Linked DNA regions of Mus musculus: region 1 is linked to region 2. The links are chromatin contacts, called in public HiChIP or PLAC-seq maps. All regions are on one chromosome and are shown on one strand. The core of a region is the stretch at or near the end of the contact, and the rest is flanking DNA. Distances in the headings are between cores, read along the strand shown. Region 1 holds the start of Cryba1 (crystallin, beta A1). Region 2 has its middle 13 kb from the start of Nufip2.

Region 1 (7,306 bases), core at 3,472-5,971, 52 kb after region 2:
AAACAAGAGCTTAATCGAAAACTGGATATTATTAAGTAAAAGAAATGAATTGCTCCCTAAATTTCAGGAAGAAATTACTTATTTTAAAGATTTTATTTTAATATATGAGTACACTGTAGTTGTCTTCAGACATACTAGAAGAGGGCACGGGATTGTGAGCCACCATGTGGATGCTGGGAATTGAGCTCAGGACCTCTGGAAGAGCAGCCAGTGCTTCCTGTTACATTCAACATAATTGACAGAAGCAACACAAATACCTGTCTGACCTCATCCTTTACCCTGCCCCAATTGAAGAAAAGTGGATATTTCAGACTCACAGCGGAACAGATGGGTCGGAAGGACATGAGACGCTCAATATGATAGGCATTGCTCCCGCTCCAGGCATCCCATCGAGGGTATTCTCCTCTTTCCAGGATGAACTGTTGCCCACAGAAGCTGGTGTGTTCATAACCAATCCAGCTGCCAAAAATAGGTCATTGTTGTTCATGGTACTCAAAACCTATATGGCCTAAGGGAGAAGACCTCTTTTCTTTCAGGTAAGTTTATAGTGAGGTAAAATATCAAGCCAATCACTAGTGTACACTCATGAACAGGTTTTAAAATGTATTTTGAAAGTAACCACTGAAGATAGTGGCCCCTAGTAATGTGTATTAACAAAGCTCTGTTTCCATTTTAGTGATCTCTGCCTATCTGGGGACTGACGACCTAGTCACCAGTTCTTTGGCTCTAGAGCTTGTAAGCCTCTTCCTAAGAGCAGTAGCATGATGGGTTGGGTATCTCTACTTTTTAAAAAAAGATCTCCTTTAATCCCAGCACTTGGGAGGCAGAGGCAGGCGGATTTCTGATTTCGAGGCCAGCCTGGTCTATAAGTGAGTTCCAGGACAGCCAGGACTATACAGAGAAACCCTGTCTCGGAAAAAAAAACAACAACAACAACAACAACAAAAGATTTATTGTGTGTTCAGTGTTCTGCCTGTATGTATGTTTGCATACCAGAAGAGGGCACCAGATCTCATTATAGATGGTTTTGAGCCATCATGTGGTTGGTGAGAACTGAATTCAAGACCTCTGGAAGAACAGACTGTACTCTCAACCTCTGAGCCACCTATCCAGTCCCTCTCCTTGTTTACTTACTTTGAAGGTTCTTCCTATTGCTGTTCATATTTCACCTTCTTAATGGAGCATCCTACGTTGTTAACAACTTAGTTTTATTTGAAGCTATTTGTTGTTTGTTTGTTTTGGTTTTTTTCAAGACAGGGTTTCTCTGTGTAGCCTTGGCTGTCCTGGAACTCGCTCTGTAGACCAGGCTGGCCTCGAACTCTGAGATCCGCCTGCCTCTGCCTCCCAAGTGCTGGGATTAAAGCCATGTGCAATCTTTATTTTGGTACAGAGCAGCTTGTGGAAGCTCGATCACGTGCAAACCCACTTCTGCATAGGACAACAAGAATACTAGTGTGGGTTTACACTTGGGGTCAACCTGCCAAAAATCAGAAGACAAAAGCCAAAGAATATCACCAAGATTGACTATCAACAATAAATTTCTGGAACACTGAGAACTAATATGTCTCTGGATTCTTGAGGTTTTGTTCCTTTTAATAGAGCAGCGGTGGTGCATACCTTCAATTGCAGCACTTGGGAGGCAGAAGCAGGAGGATCTATGCATTTGAGGCCAGCCTGGTCTACAGAGAGAGTTCCAAGACAGCCAGGGTTACACAGAGAAACCCTGTCTTGAAAAGAAAAAAATATATATTTCCCCCTTTCCCTATTTTATATGGGCAAGAAAAACAGGTAACCTATGAACTTCAGAACACATATACAATTACTGTCCTACCCCATTGCAAGTCTACTACCAAGATGTGAACATCTAGCTTTGAGTTACTTAATTCAGCATGTAGTGATTGCCTTTAGAAGAATAAGACACCTCTAAGAAATGATTGTCATCTGGGGAACATCTTCCTAGATCCTTACTCACATGGTACTATGTCTAAAGAGATCTATCTGAAAAGGTCCTGAAGCTCTGTTGGTGCTCATACTCACGCGCCACACTCCACCTTAAGTGACCGGACATTATCAAAATTACGTTCAGAGACATTTGGGCAGGAGCTGGTGAACTCCATCCTCTTGCCCTGGAAGTTCTCTTGATCGTAGATGGTTATCTGAATGGAGTTGAATGGGACAAGGAAGAGAACCAGGTAAAGCATTGAGAATAGGGGTGCAAGTTAAGAACAAACTTCATCCTGTGGTTTTCATAACTAGCTACAACCCAGGATGCCTGATAAGGTCTCTTCCAGTGAAGACAGGGCAAAAAAGGGGTTCAAAGTGGTACCACTGCCCAGTGACATTAACATGTTCAGGCTAAGTTTATGATAGAAATGGTGTTCCAGGGACAATGCAGAGCTCAATAGATCAAGGCCGTGTGAACTCTGATTCCACCATGTGTCCTGCACCCATGTGACCCAGAGATCAGGATTCTGGGACTTTGAGAAGCACCCTGTGGATTTTTTTTTCTTTGCTTCTAAGGCACTAAAGGAGGATTGTGATAATTTTTTCATCCTTTCAACTAGAACCTAGCTCCTGATCTGGCAAGCTCCCCAAACTGTGAACTTGTTTCAGAGTTGACAACTGAGGAAAGGATTAAGTGTTAGGGGAATAGTGAAAGACCCAGCTCATGACTAAATCCAACATCAGGTTGAGGTAGGTCCTGCATCTCATGGCTCTTGGGAGACATAATGGCAAATTAGAATTGACCTAGGAAACAAGCATCCATCTCCCAACTGACATAGACCTCCAGGAAAGCCACCTTTCAACAATGTCTAGATGTCAGATTGGCCCTTCCTCCTACAGAACAGTTTTGCTTTGCTTTGTTTTTGGGTGGGGACTGTCTCAAGAATAAGTGCAGCCTGGTAGTTACTATGTGCCAGCACCGCAGCCCTGCCCCGCTGGATTCTTCCATTTTTCATGCCGTTGGCTCAGCTTACCTTCCATGGCCCCAAGGATCCTGGCATAGGGTTGGTCTGAGCCATCTTGGTGGTTGGAAGAGTTTCTGGAAGAGAGGATACATATCAGTGATGTGATTTTCAGGATGGGAGTAATGAGGTGTAAGGTGTAGGAAAAAGGAACGGAGGCTTACAGTCCCAGATTTTGGTTGAGATCCTGGCTCTGGGGCTACTACCAAAACCTCAGGTTTTCTATCAACAAACCTTTTACATATAGACACTGTAAAAATTAGAAAAGTAATACAGGTAAAAGACTGCAAAAGCATTTGGTACTCTTGTTAAATATTCCTTCTGTCCTCTTGCTTGCCTTCAGAGAACATTGCCTGGGCCTCACAATATCAACTTCCTAACAACTGTCTAGACTCATCATGTATCTAGTCATTCAGTCGGGAGGGCCAGAATTCCCCACCTCACCTGCCACTCATTAAACTGCAGTCCAACCTTCTTGTCTTCTCAGCACCCAAACTAACCTATCCTGCATGCCCATGCCACTGTCTCCTCTCTCATAGACCTAGATGTTTTGACCTTGCTGCCTCACGACTCCTTTGCCTTTTTCCAACCTGCAGAGTCTGACTTCTCCCTCACTCTTCAGCACTTACAGTGCTCATCTATGTCACTACTGAGTGTACACTGTGTCAGTATCTCCATAGCAGAAATTCCTGTGTGACTGATACAGCACCATGCCAAAGCTGTGGGAAGATGAGGCATAGAGTAATTTGAAATTAATGCCTGCTATTTGAAATAGTAGGAGGATTGCAAGTTCAAGACCGAGTTGGACTACACTTAGACTCTGTCTCAAATCAATAAGTAAGGGCTATTGAGTTCCAGGCTAGCTAGGGTTTCATAGGAAAACTTAGTCTTAAAGAGGGAGCGGGAGATGTGGCTGGGAATACAGCTCAGTACTAGAGTGCTTGCCCAGCATGCGTATGAACTCTTAGATTCAATTCCTAGTACTGTGTGTGAAGAAGAAAGGGTAATTATAAAAATATAATGGCTTGGGCTGGGTGTGGTGGTGTACGGCTGTAATCCCAGCATTTGGGAGGCAGAGGCAGGCGGATTTCTGAGTTCGAGGCCAGCCTGGTCTACAGAGTAAGTTTCAAACAGCCAGGGCTACGCTGAGAAATCCTGTCTTGAAAAGCCAAAACAAAACAAAAGAGCCAATGGCTTATTTGATGTCAGTCCCTGCTTTACTTGAATAATGTATCTAGTCCTCACAAGTCAAATACCATCACTATCCCATTTCATGAACGAGGACCAAAGACCGTAGAAGTTAAGCAGTATATGATGAGGAGAAGGATGGGTGAAGGAAAGGGAAGGGGAAAGAAGACTGGCACGTGTATATCAGGTTTCTAGACCCAGAACCAACACTGAGGATTCTACTCTGGCATCCAGCCCAGGAGCTAATGCATGAAAATCTGGATATTTCCATAGCAACGGAGCCTCCAAATAAGCATCTCCTCCTTGCCACGCCCGCCCTGTGCCCTGCGACCTGCTGACTCCTAGTCTCCATTGCTAAAAATGTAGTTACTGCCACAGGCAACTACTTAAGGTAGCAAATGAAGCTGTCCCCCACTTTCTCTACCTTCAAATATTCTAACCTCTAAATGGGACACAACTGGTTTTTCCTCTGCATCTGTCTATCGAGGAAAGGAAAGATAAAGGCGCCGTCAAGACCTTACTCACCCAACTCCCGCTGCACAGTCTGGGTCTCCATCTGGTGCAGCTTCGTCTCCGGATCCCCTCTTTATAGTCCCACAGATGATGGCCAGCGGCTCTGTCAGCACTCTCTTTTCCCTCTCTCTTTGTTCCTCCTGATCCCCAGAGCTTTAGTGGCTCAGCCTATTGGGGGAGGTGTCCCTCAGAGCTTTGTTTAGGGTTCCAGAAGTGCAGGGGCCCTACTGTTGGGCTTCTCAGAGCAGCTGGGAGCTAAGGACAGAAGTGCTCTACAGTGAATGCTTGTCCCTATCCTGTTCCACCTGGGACCTACCTAAAATGTTGAAAGGTTGTGGAAAGCACATCAAAATGGACCATCTGCATATGTACACACACACACACACACACACACACACACACACACACACACACACACACACACACACACAGAGCCAGAAGTAGTCATGGGGCAAGACTTTGATCCCAGCACTCAGGAGACGGAGGCAGAGTTGGATCTCTATGATTTCAGGGCCAGCTGATCTATATATTAAGTTCTTTGACAGCCCAGGCTATATAATGAGACCCTGTCTCAAAAACAAAACAAACAAAATAAAATAAAACAAACAAAAGTTTTATTATTATGCATAAGTATACTGTAGCTGACTTCAGATGCATCAGAAGAGGGCATTAGATCTCATTACGGAGGGTTGTAAGCCACCATGTGGTTGCTGGGATTTGAACTCAGGGCCTTCGGAAGAGCAGTAAGTGCTCTTACCCACTGAGCCATCTCTCCAGCCCATGGTTTGGTTTGGTTTTGTTTTGTTTTGCTTTGTTTTGATTTTTCGAGACAGGGTTTCTCTGTGTAGCCCTGGCTGTCCTGGAACTCACTCTGAAGACCAGGCTGGCCTAGAACTCAGAAATCTGCCTGCCTCTGTCTCCCGAGCGCTGAGATTAAAGGCGTGTGCCACCACTGCCCAGCAAAGCTTCTTATTCGATTATTCTCTACACATCTGTAGCTAAATTCAATTACAATTGACAGGTAGACCTGAATCTCACTTTGTTTTATTAAATACTCACTTTAATACTGTAGTTTGCTTTTAAAAATTTGGGGCTAATAACCTGAGGGATTTTTTGGTGGTTATCACTTGTGTGTGTGTGCATTTACATTTGCTTACTTAGTTTGTGTGAGTGTGTGTGCGCGCGCGTGTGTGTGTGCGTGTGTGCGCGTGTGTGTGTGTGTGTGTGTGTGTGTGTGTGTGTGTGTGCGTGTGTGTGCATGTGTGTTTCTGAGAGTCAGTTCTCTCCTTCCACCAAGTGGGTTCCAGGGATTAAATTCAGTGGTGGAAGGGAACATCTTTACCAGCTGAGCCATTTTGCTGTCCCCCACTTCCCACCCCCTGTCTTAGTCCTTTTTCTCCTTTCCAGACTGCCATCTTAGAAAAATACTTCTTGATGGCCTCTTCGGTCATCAATGGGAGGCGAGGCCCCAGGTCCTGTGAAGGTTCTATGCCCCAGTATAGGGGAAGGCCAGGGCCAGGAATGGGAGTGGGAAGGTTGGGGAGCAGGGGGAGGGGATTTTCGAAGGGGAAACCAGGAAAGCGGATAACATTTGAAATGTAAATATAGAAAATATTTAATTAAAAAAATTAAACATAAGCTGGGTGTGGTGGTGCATGCCTTTAATCCCAGCACTTGGGAGGCAGAGGCAGGGGGATTTCTGAGTTCAAGGACAGCCTGGTCTACAGAGTGAGTTCCAGGATAGCCAAGGCTACACAGAGAAACCCTGTCTTGAAAAACCAAAAAAGAAAAAAGAAAAATACTTCTTTGGTCAACTACTTCTTTCATCTCCTAATCTCTGGACTGACTTGTATGGCCTCACCTTGTAAAAATTTCTTTAGAAACTAGAGATATTGGGATTCAAAGAAGGGAACTGAGCCACTTGATTTAGGGCAAATTTTTTCACAATATATTTTTCTGTAGTCTTTGAACTTTAAGCAACAAGAATACATTTTATGTTAGCCAGGCAGTGATGACCTTTAATTCCAGGCAGAGTTGGGCATGTGAGTTCATGATCACCCTGGTCTACAGAGTGAGTTCTAGGACAGCCAGGGCTACACAGAGAAACCCTGTCTGGGAAAACTATATATATTAAAACAGTTATTTTTGAAAAATAAATACCACCTAATTATCTGCTTCTTCTATTTAGCTTGATAAATCCATTTTGAGAAAATGAATGAGTCTTGTGACTTTGGAAGAGGCACAGTGAACATGTGACAATTTCACTGCCCTGTCACCCTGCTGTACACAGCTGCCCATCCCACCTGCACTGCCTGGGACTCTTTTTTCCACTCAGGATCTTTGGGGAGAGTTTTATACTTGAATGAATTGTTGGCTCAGTAAAGACTGATTTAGTTAACTTTTCATTTCAGAGAGGAAATAGAAGCACAAAATCATTGCATGGGGGATTGTGTGTGGCTCAGAGAGTGTGCAAACCATTGGCATATGTCCACCAAGAATTCCTAAGCTGCCAGCCCCACCCCCAACACACACATCATTTTCTTTTATCACCTTACGTCCCAGAGACTTGAGGATTCTGAGGTCTCCTGTGCTAATTATCAAAAGGATAGCCTGATATGGGGGCTTGAGTGGCTGTTGCT
Region 2 (7,123 bases), core at 2,618-5,117:
AAAGAATAAAAGGCAGATTAGTGTGTATACTTGGCCTTTGATGAGCAACCATTTTTTTTTTTTTTTTAAGAATTTGCCCTTGAGGGGCTGGCAAGATGGCTCAGTGGTTAAGAGTGCCAACTGCTCCTCTGAAGGTCCTGAGTTCAAATCCCAGCAACCACATGGTGGCTCACAACCATCCATAACAAAATCTGATGCCATCTTCTGGAGTATCTGAGGACAGCTACAGTGTACTTACATATAATAATAATAATAATAATATCTAAAAAAAAAAAAAAGAATTTGCCCTGGAGTAGTTGTCTTAGGGTTTCCATTGCCTTGAAGAGACACCATGACCTAGGCAACTCTTTTTTTTGGGGGGGGGGGTTCGAGACAGAGTTTCTCTGGCTGTCCTAGAACTCACTTTGTAGACCAGGCAGGCCTCGAACTCAGAAATCCACCTGCCTCTGCCTATCGAGTGCTGTGATTAAAGGTGTGAGCCACCAGGCCCTGCTCCTAGGCAACTCTTTTTTTTTTTTTTTTTTTTTTTTTTTGGTTTTTCTAGATAGGGTTTCTCTGTATAGCCCTGGCTGTCCTGGAACTCACTTTGTAGACCAGGCTGGCCTTGAACTCAGAAATCTGCCTGCCTCTGCCTCCAGAGTGCTGGGATTAAAGGCGTGGGCCACCACGCCCGGCCTCCTAGGCAACTCTTATAAAGGCTAACCTTTAATTGGGGCTGGCTTACAGTTTCTGAGGTTCAATCCATTATCGTCATAGCTTGAAGCCTGGCAGCATGCAGGCAGACATGGTGCTGAACAAGGGGCTGAGAGTTCTACTTCTCGGTCTGAAGGCATCCAGGAGAGGACTATCCTTCAGGCAGCTAGGAAGAGTGTGATAGACTTCCTCCAACAAGGCTACATCTCCTGCAATAAGGTCATACCTCCTTTGTTTGTTTGTTTGGTTGGTTGGTTTTTGGTTTTTTGAGACAGGGTTTCTCTGTGTAGCCCTGGCTGTTCTGGAACTCACTCTGTAGACCAGGCTGGCCTCAAACTCAGAAATCTGCTTGCCTCTGCCTCCCAGGTGCTGAAATTAAAGGCATGTGCCACCACTGCCCAGCAAGGTCATACCTCCTAATAGTGCTGTTTCCCTGTGAGTTTGAGGCTAGTCTGTTCTACAAGGTGAGTTCCCGGAGAGCCAGGACTGTTAAACAGGGAAACCCTGTCTTGAAAAACCAGAAAATGTACTGGAGTGCCATACCAGTGTGGAGGAGGAAGAGAAGGTGGGAATGGTGTACCCTCAGGAGAACCATTTGTCACTTACCTTTAAAATTGCCTACCCACATAACTGGGAACATAGCTCACTAGAGTGTATACTTCACGTACCAAAGACTTCCCAGCACCAAATAAAAGAGAGGAGGAGGAGGAGGACACCTGGAAAGAAAGGTGGCTCAGTGGTGTAGCTTGCTTCTCTTGCAGAAGTTCTAGTTCCATTCCCAGCACCTACATAGCAGCTCCAGTTTTAGGGGATCGGATGCTCTCTTCTGGCCTCTGTGGTCACCAGGCATAAAGAAGTACAGAGACAAATATGTAGGCAAAACACCCACATATACTAAAAAACAAAAGACCAGAGCTGAAGAAATTCAGTGTTTAAAAGCAAACACTGCTCTTCCTGAGGACCTGAGTCTGATTCCCAGCATTCACACGAGGCAGCTTACAACTGCGTGTAACCCCAGTTCCAGGAGGCTCTCACACCTCGGACCTTTGTGGGTCTTACATTCATGTGCACATACCACCCCAATGCACATAATTAAAATAGTAAAATAAAATAAAAAACAAAAAAGCACCCATAAACATAAGATTAAATAACTTTAAAAGTTCAGGGGTAGGCCAGCTTGGTCTACAGAGCGAGTTCCAGGTCAGCCAGAGCTACACAGAGAAACCCTGTCTTGAAAAACAAAACAACAACAACAAAAGGTCAGGGGTAAGATAGCAGAAGATCTAAAAACAACACAAGATCTGAATAGATGCCTACACGGCTGAATGGATGGATAGATGGGTGGAAGAAAATTAAGTAAATATCCAATAAGTGGTAGACCTGCCGTCAACAAAAGGCTGTAGAGAAGCCCATCAGATGGCTCACCAGGCAAAGCAATTAGCCTAAAAGCCTGATGACCTAAATTCAATTCCTGAAACCTATTTAAGAGTAGAACCAGAAAACCAATTCTACAGAGCTGTCTTCTGATTTCCACATGTGTACCATGGTACATGCTTGCACATGTTCATGTGTGCACACACATGTAACTGTTTGTCTGTAGAATTTTTAAGATATACAGTTAGGGGGCTGGAGAGATGGCTCAGTGGTTAAGAACACTGACTGCTCTTCCACATGGTGGCTCACAACCATAGGATCACAAGATCCGATGCCCTCTTCTGGTGTGTCTGAAGACAGCTACAGTGTACTTAGATGTAATAATAAATAAATCTTTAAATAAGAAAGATAGGGCTGGTGAGATGGCTCAGTGGGTAAGAGCACCCGACTGCTCTTCCAAAGGTCCAGAGTTCAAATCCCAGCAACCATATGGTGGCTCACAACCATCTGTAACGAGATCTGACTCCCTCTTCTGGAGTGTCTGAAGACAGCTACAGCATACTTACATAAAATAAATAAATAAATCTTTGAAAAAAAAGATATACAGTTAGGTTACTCATGATTGAGTCACTTACAATTTTTTTACACTTAATCTTAGCCAAAAGGGAGAGAAGCGATATAATTTTTTTTTAAAAGATTTATGGCAGTAAGTCTGTGTAGGCCATCCAACATGGGTGCCAGAACAAAGGAACTCAGGTCCCCTGGAGGAGCAGGAGCTGTTTTTAAAACCCTAAGCCATCTCTTCAGCCATATGATTTTTTAAAAAATGTACAACAGTGGCTTTGATCTAAGTTGTACTTTATTTTATACTTGTGTATGAATATAGTTTTCTTTCTTTTGTTTCTTTTTTTTAATATTTTGTAGCTCTGGCCAGGCATGGTGGCACATACTTTTAATCCTAATACCAGGGAGAGGAGTCAGATGGATTTCCATGTGTTAGAGCCCAGCCTGGTTTACATAGTTACTTCTAGGCCAGTTGCCAAGTCCTGTATGGCCATGTGCAAGGGATGGACTGACTCAGTTCTTGACCCCAGAATAAAGCCAGCAGGGCAAGGTGTTGATGGTTGCTGGGTGAGAGGCTTGTTTGTATAAAAAAAGAAAATATTTTTTACTTCGCGTCCCTCTTTCAGGAAATAGTCTCCCCATCAAAGTTATCAGGGAATGTTCTCCTTGCCAAGATGAATGACTCGAGATAATCAGAGAGAGCAGGAACCTGGGAGGTGAGGGTGTGTCTATGTCCTTAGTAAAAATAATAAACACTGAAACCTTCAGGAAGGCCCTTAAGGCTGTGGAAAAGAACTCTGAAAACCTGAGTTCAAAAATATATAATTTCTCAACTATGCAAAATATAAGGATGCAATATGAATTGTATGAGGGGGCTTCATGAACCTAAAAGAATAGAGGCAGCTGCACTGTGAGCCAGCTTGTCAGAAAGATTCAAAGGCAGGTGTATTCCTGAGTTCAAGGTCAACCAGGGACAGAGAGAGATCAGTCTCTCAGGCTTGGTAGGAATGCTGATCTCAAAGAGAGATTTCCACCCAGCTTGCTTATTGTCTATGCTTCCAAAGGCAGGCAAATCTCTGAACTCATTTAACGTATATACAGCATTCAGCCTGCACGTACACGTGTGCGCCAGAAGAGGGCACCAGATCTCATTAGAGATATTTATGAGCTACAATGTGGTTGCTGGGAATTGAACTTCCCTTGTCTGGAAAAGAAGACAAAGTTCCTAACCTCTGAGTCAACTCTCCAGAAGCCCTCATTTGCAATGTTAACAGAAAAAGGTGCTTGCTCTTTTGTTAACAAAAAAAGGGGCTGGGCTCCTAGAATGCTGATTCATAGGATAATTAGGAGGGAACCTGGAGTAAATGACTAAATTGATATGTAAATAAAAGTCTGAGCTTTAGCCTACTAGAGTTCCAGGTCAGCCAAAGCTACACAGAGAAACTGTCTGGAACACCCCCCCCCCAAAAAAAAACCCAAAAACCCCAATGAACAAAAACCCAACAAAATACTTCAAACCCCAAAACATTAATTTCTTTTGAGGGTTGGAGAGATGGCTCAACAGTTAAGAGTACTGACTGCTCTTCTGAAGGTCCTGAGTTCTAATCCCCGTAACCATACATGGTGGTTCCCAGCTATCCGTAATGAGATCTGATGCCGTCTTCTGGTGTGTCTGAAGACAGCTACAGTGTACTTACATATAGTAAATAAATAAATCTTTAAAAAATTCTTTTTGAAAATTTATTAAATATATTAATTTTATGTTAGCAAGTAAGACACATGTGTACACTGTCCACAAAAGACAGAAGAGGGCATTGGACCCCCTGGATTTGAGTTTCTGATGATTGTGAGCCACTATATGGACCCTGGGAACTGAACCTTGGTCCTAGCCTGATGACCTGAGTTCAATCCCTAGAACATACATGGTGAACTAAAACAAATTCCTACAAGTTGTCCCTGGATCCTCCTCTCCATATACATGCAAATTTAAAAAAAAAAGTTAAGTTTTAAATATCGTTTATATTTGGGGCTAGAGAGATGGCACAGAGGTTAAGAGCCCTGACTGCTCTTCCAGAGGTGCTGAGTTCAATTCCCAGCAACCACATAGTGGCTCACAACCATCTGTAATGGGATCTGATGACCTCTTTTGGTGTGTCTGAAGAAAGTGACAGTGTACTCATATAAAATAAATAAATAAATAAATAAACCTTTAAAAAATCATTTTTACTGTATTGTATTGGATTTATCGTTTTTGAGATAGGGTATCACTGTGTAACCCTAACTGGCCTGGAGCTGAAAGAGATCTATCTGCCTCCATCTGTTTCCTAAGTGCTGGGACCAAAAGTCAATCTGCTTGCCCACACCCCTAAAAAATTAATTATAGCTGGGTGGTGGTGGAGCACGCCTTTAATCCCAGCATTCCCTTGGGAGGCAGAGGCAGGCGGATTTCTGAGTTCAAGGCCAGCCTTGTCTACAGAGTGAGTTCCAGGACAGCCAGGGATATACAGAGAAACCCTGTCTCGAAAAAAACCAAAACCAACCAACCAAACAAACAAAAACTATTGGGCTGGAGAGATGGCTCAGGGTCTCCTCAGCATCAATTTTACAATAGTATCAATTTAATAAAATCCTGGCACCTACACATATACCATGGCACACTTGTGCCTACACACACACACACACACACACACACACACACACACACACACAGGAAAACAGACACAGAGAGAAACAAACTAACATATTGGGGAAATAATAAATTTGAAAGCCACACATAGTAATTAAAGTACTAACTTTGTTAAAGGCCATAAAGTCATTAGGTAAATTATTATACCACAATCAATAATTAACAGTAACAATCATATGACTTTTGAAATACTCTGTAGAGAGGCAATAAAGCCAGTAGGCTGTAGTTTCTATGATTATCCTATTTCCTTATAGCTTTGTAGTCATTCTGACCACAGTGACTATATTCTATTCTGTATTGCTAATTTAAGCTAGTCTATTTTAAGTTTTACTCTCAGGCAAACCTTTTTTGTTGTTGTTGTTTTTGTTTTTTAGAGACAGTGTTTCTCTGTGTAGCCCTGACTGTCCTAGAACTTACTCTGTAGACCAGGCTGGCCTCGAACTCAGAAATCTGCCTGACTCTGCCTCCTAAGTGCTGGGATTAAATGCATGCGCCACCACTGCCTGGCTCAGGCAAACCTTTAGTCCAATTTCTGGATGCATCTAACTATTGGATCCAACTTTATATATATATATATATATATGAGAGAGAGAGAGAGAACTGAATCTTTGTTTTGATGTGATTTCTCTATGTAGTCCAAGATGGGATTAAAGGTGTGCGCCACCACCACCTGGCTGATTTTTTTTTCAATTTTTTATTAGATATTTTCTTCATTTACATTTCAAGTGCTATCCCGAAAGTGCCCTATACCCTCCCCTGCCCTGCTCCCCTACTCACCCACTCCCACTTCTTGGTCCTGGCGTTCCCCTGTACTGAGGCATATAAAGTTTGCAAGACCAAGGGGCCTCTCTTCCCAATGATGGCCGACTGGGCCATCTTCTGCTACATATACAGCTAGAGACATGAGCTCAAGGGGTACTGATTAGTTCATATTGTTGTTCCATCTATAGGGTTGCGGATCCCCCCTTTTATTTTTAAGATTTTTTTTTAAGATTTATTTATTATTATATGTAAGTACACTGTAGCTGTCTTCAGACACTCCAGAAGAGAGCATCAGATCTCCTTAAGGTTGGTTGTGAGCCACCATGTGGTTGCTGGGATTTGAACTCAGGACCTTCAGAAGAGTAGTCAGTGCTCTTAACTGCTGAGCCATCTCTCCAGCCCCAAAGTTACTTTTTTTGGGGGGGGGTTCAAGACAGAGTTTCTCTGTATAGCCCTGGTTGTCTTGGAACTCAGTTTGTAGACCAGGCTGGCCTCGAACTCAGAAATCCACCTGCCTCTGCCTCCCCAAGTGCTGAGATTAAAGGCGTGTGCCACCACACCTGGCTGATTTTTTTTTATTATTTATTTATTTATTTGTTTTGTTTTGTTTTGTTTTTTTGAGACAGGGTTTCTCTGTGTAGCCCTGGCTGTCCTGGAACTCACTCTGTAGACCAGGCTGGCCTCGAACTCAGAAATCCACCTGCCTCTGCCTCCCCAAGTGCTGGGATTAAAGGCGTGTGCCACCACTGCTCCACCATATAAACTCATTTTATCTGTTAAAGATTTGATATGCAATAAAATGCCATTTTAGTTTGAATTCATGTTGATAAGACAATTGTGTTCTGATTTCATTCTTTTTTTTTGTTTTTCATTTCTGGCCTTTAACTTCTCTGGAGATGAACTTAGCATTGACCTCTCAATCCTGACTCGATCTCCTGAGTGCTAAGATTACAGACATATACCACCAAGCCTGATTCATTCTCTTTTAAAATACTGTTTATTGGGCCCGTGAGATGTCTCAGAAAATCAGGGTACTTGTTGCCA

The links. HiChIP or PLAC-seq counts read pairs in DNA pulled down with a chosen protein or histone mark.
Region 1: an H3K27ac HiChIP or PLAC-seq map of embryonic stem cells shows a contact between it and region 2, with 8 read pairs. The contact joins the promoter of Cryba1 here to the enhancer-like site in region 2. A contact is called at or near these places in 2 of 39 promoter capture datasets (cranial neural crest and macrophages), 2 of 15 datasets of contacts at CTCF or cohesin (CD8 T cells and the NIH/3T3 cell line), 7 of 484 Hi-C or Micro-C datasets (CD4 T cells, the G1E-ER4 cell line, the HL-1 cell line and 2 more), 3 of 115 datasets of contacts at active chromatin or transcription factors (the SCID.adh cell line and embryonic stem cells) and 3 of 9 other capture datasets (adipose tissue, liver and pancreatic islet).

The regions. Positions count from the first base shown.
Region 1 is chr11:77,720,572-77,727,877 of GRCm38.p6, forward strand. It overlaps Cryba1 (crystallin, beta A1), which reads right to left and starts at 4,722. Exons shown (of 6, transcript NM_009965.3): 1 at 4,680-4,722; 2 at 2,979-3,043; 3 at 2,038-2,156; 4 at 318-459. The coding sequence starts at 4,710.
Region 2 is chr11:77,669,839-77,676,961 of GRCm38.p6, forward strand. No RefSeq gene overlaps it. Among named protein-coding and RNA genes, the nearest start is that of Nufip2, 13 kb to the right of the region's middle. Within about 2 kb of position 3,868, at least 10 of the 459 cell types and tissues checked have an H3K27ac peak or open chromatin away from gene starts, as enhancers often do. A contact at or near this core is called in the HL-1 cell line and embryonic stem cells, where this site is marked.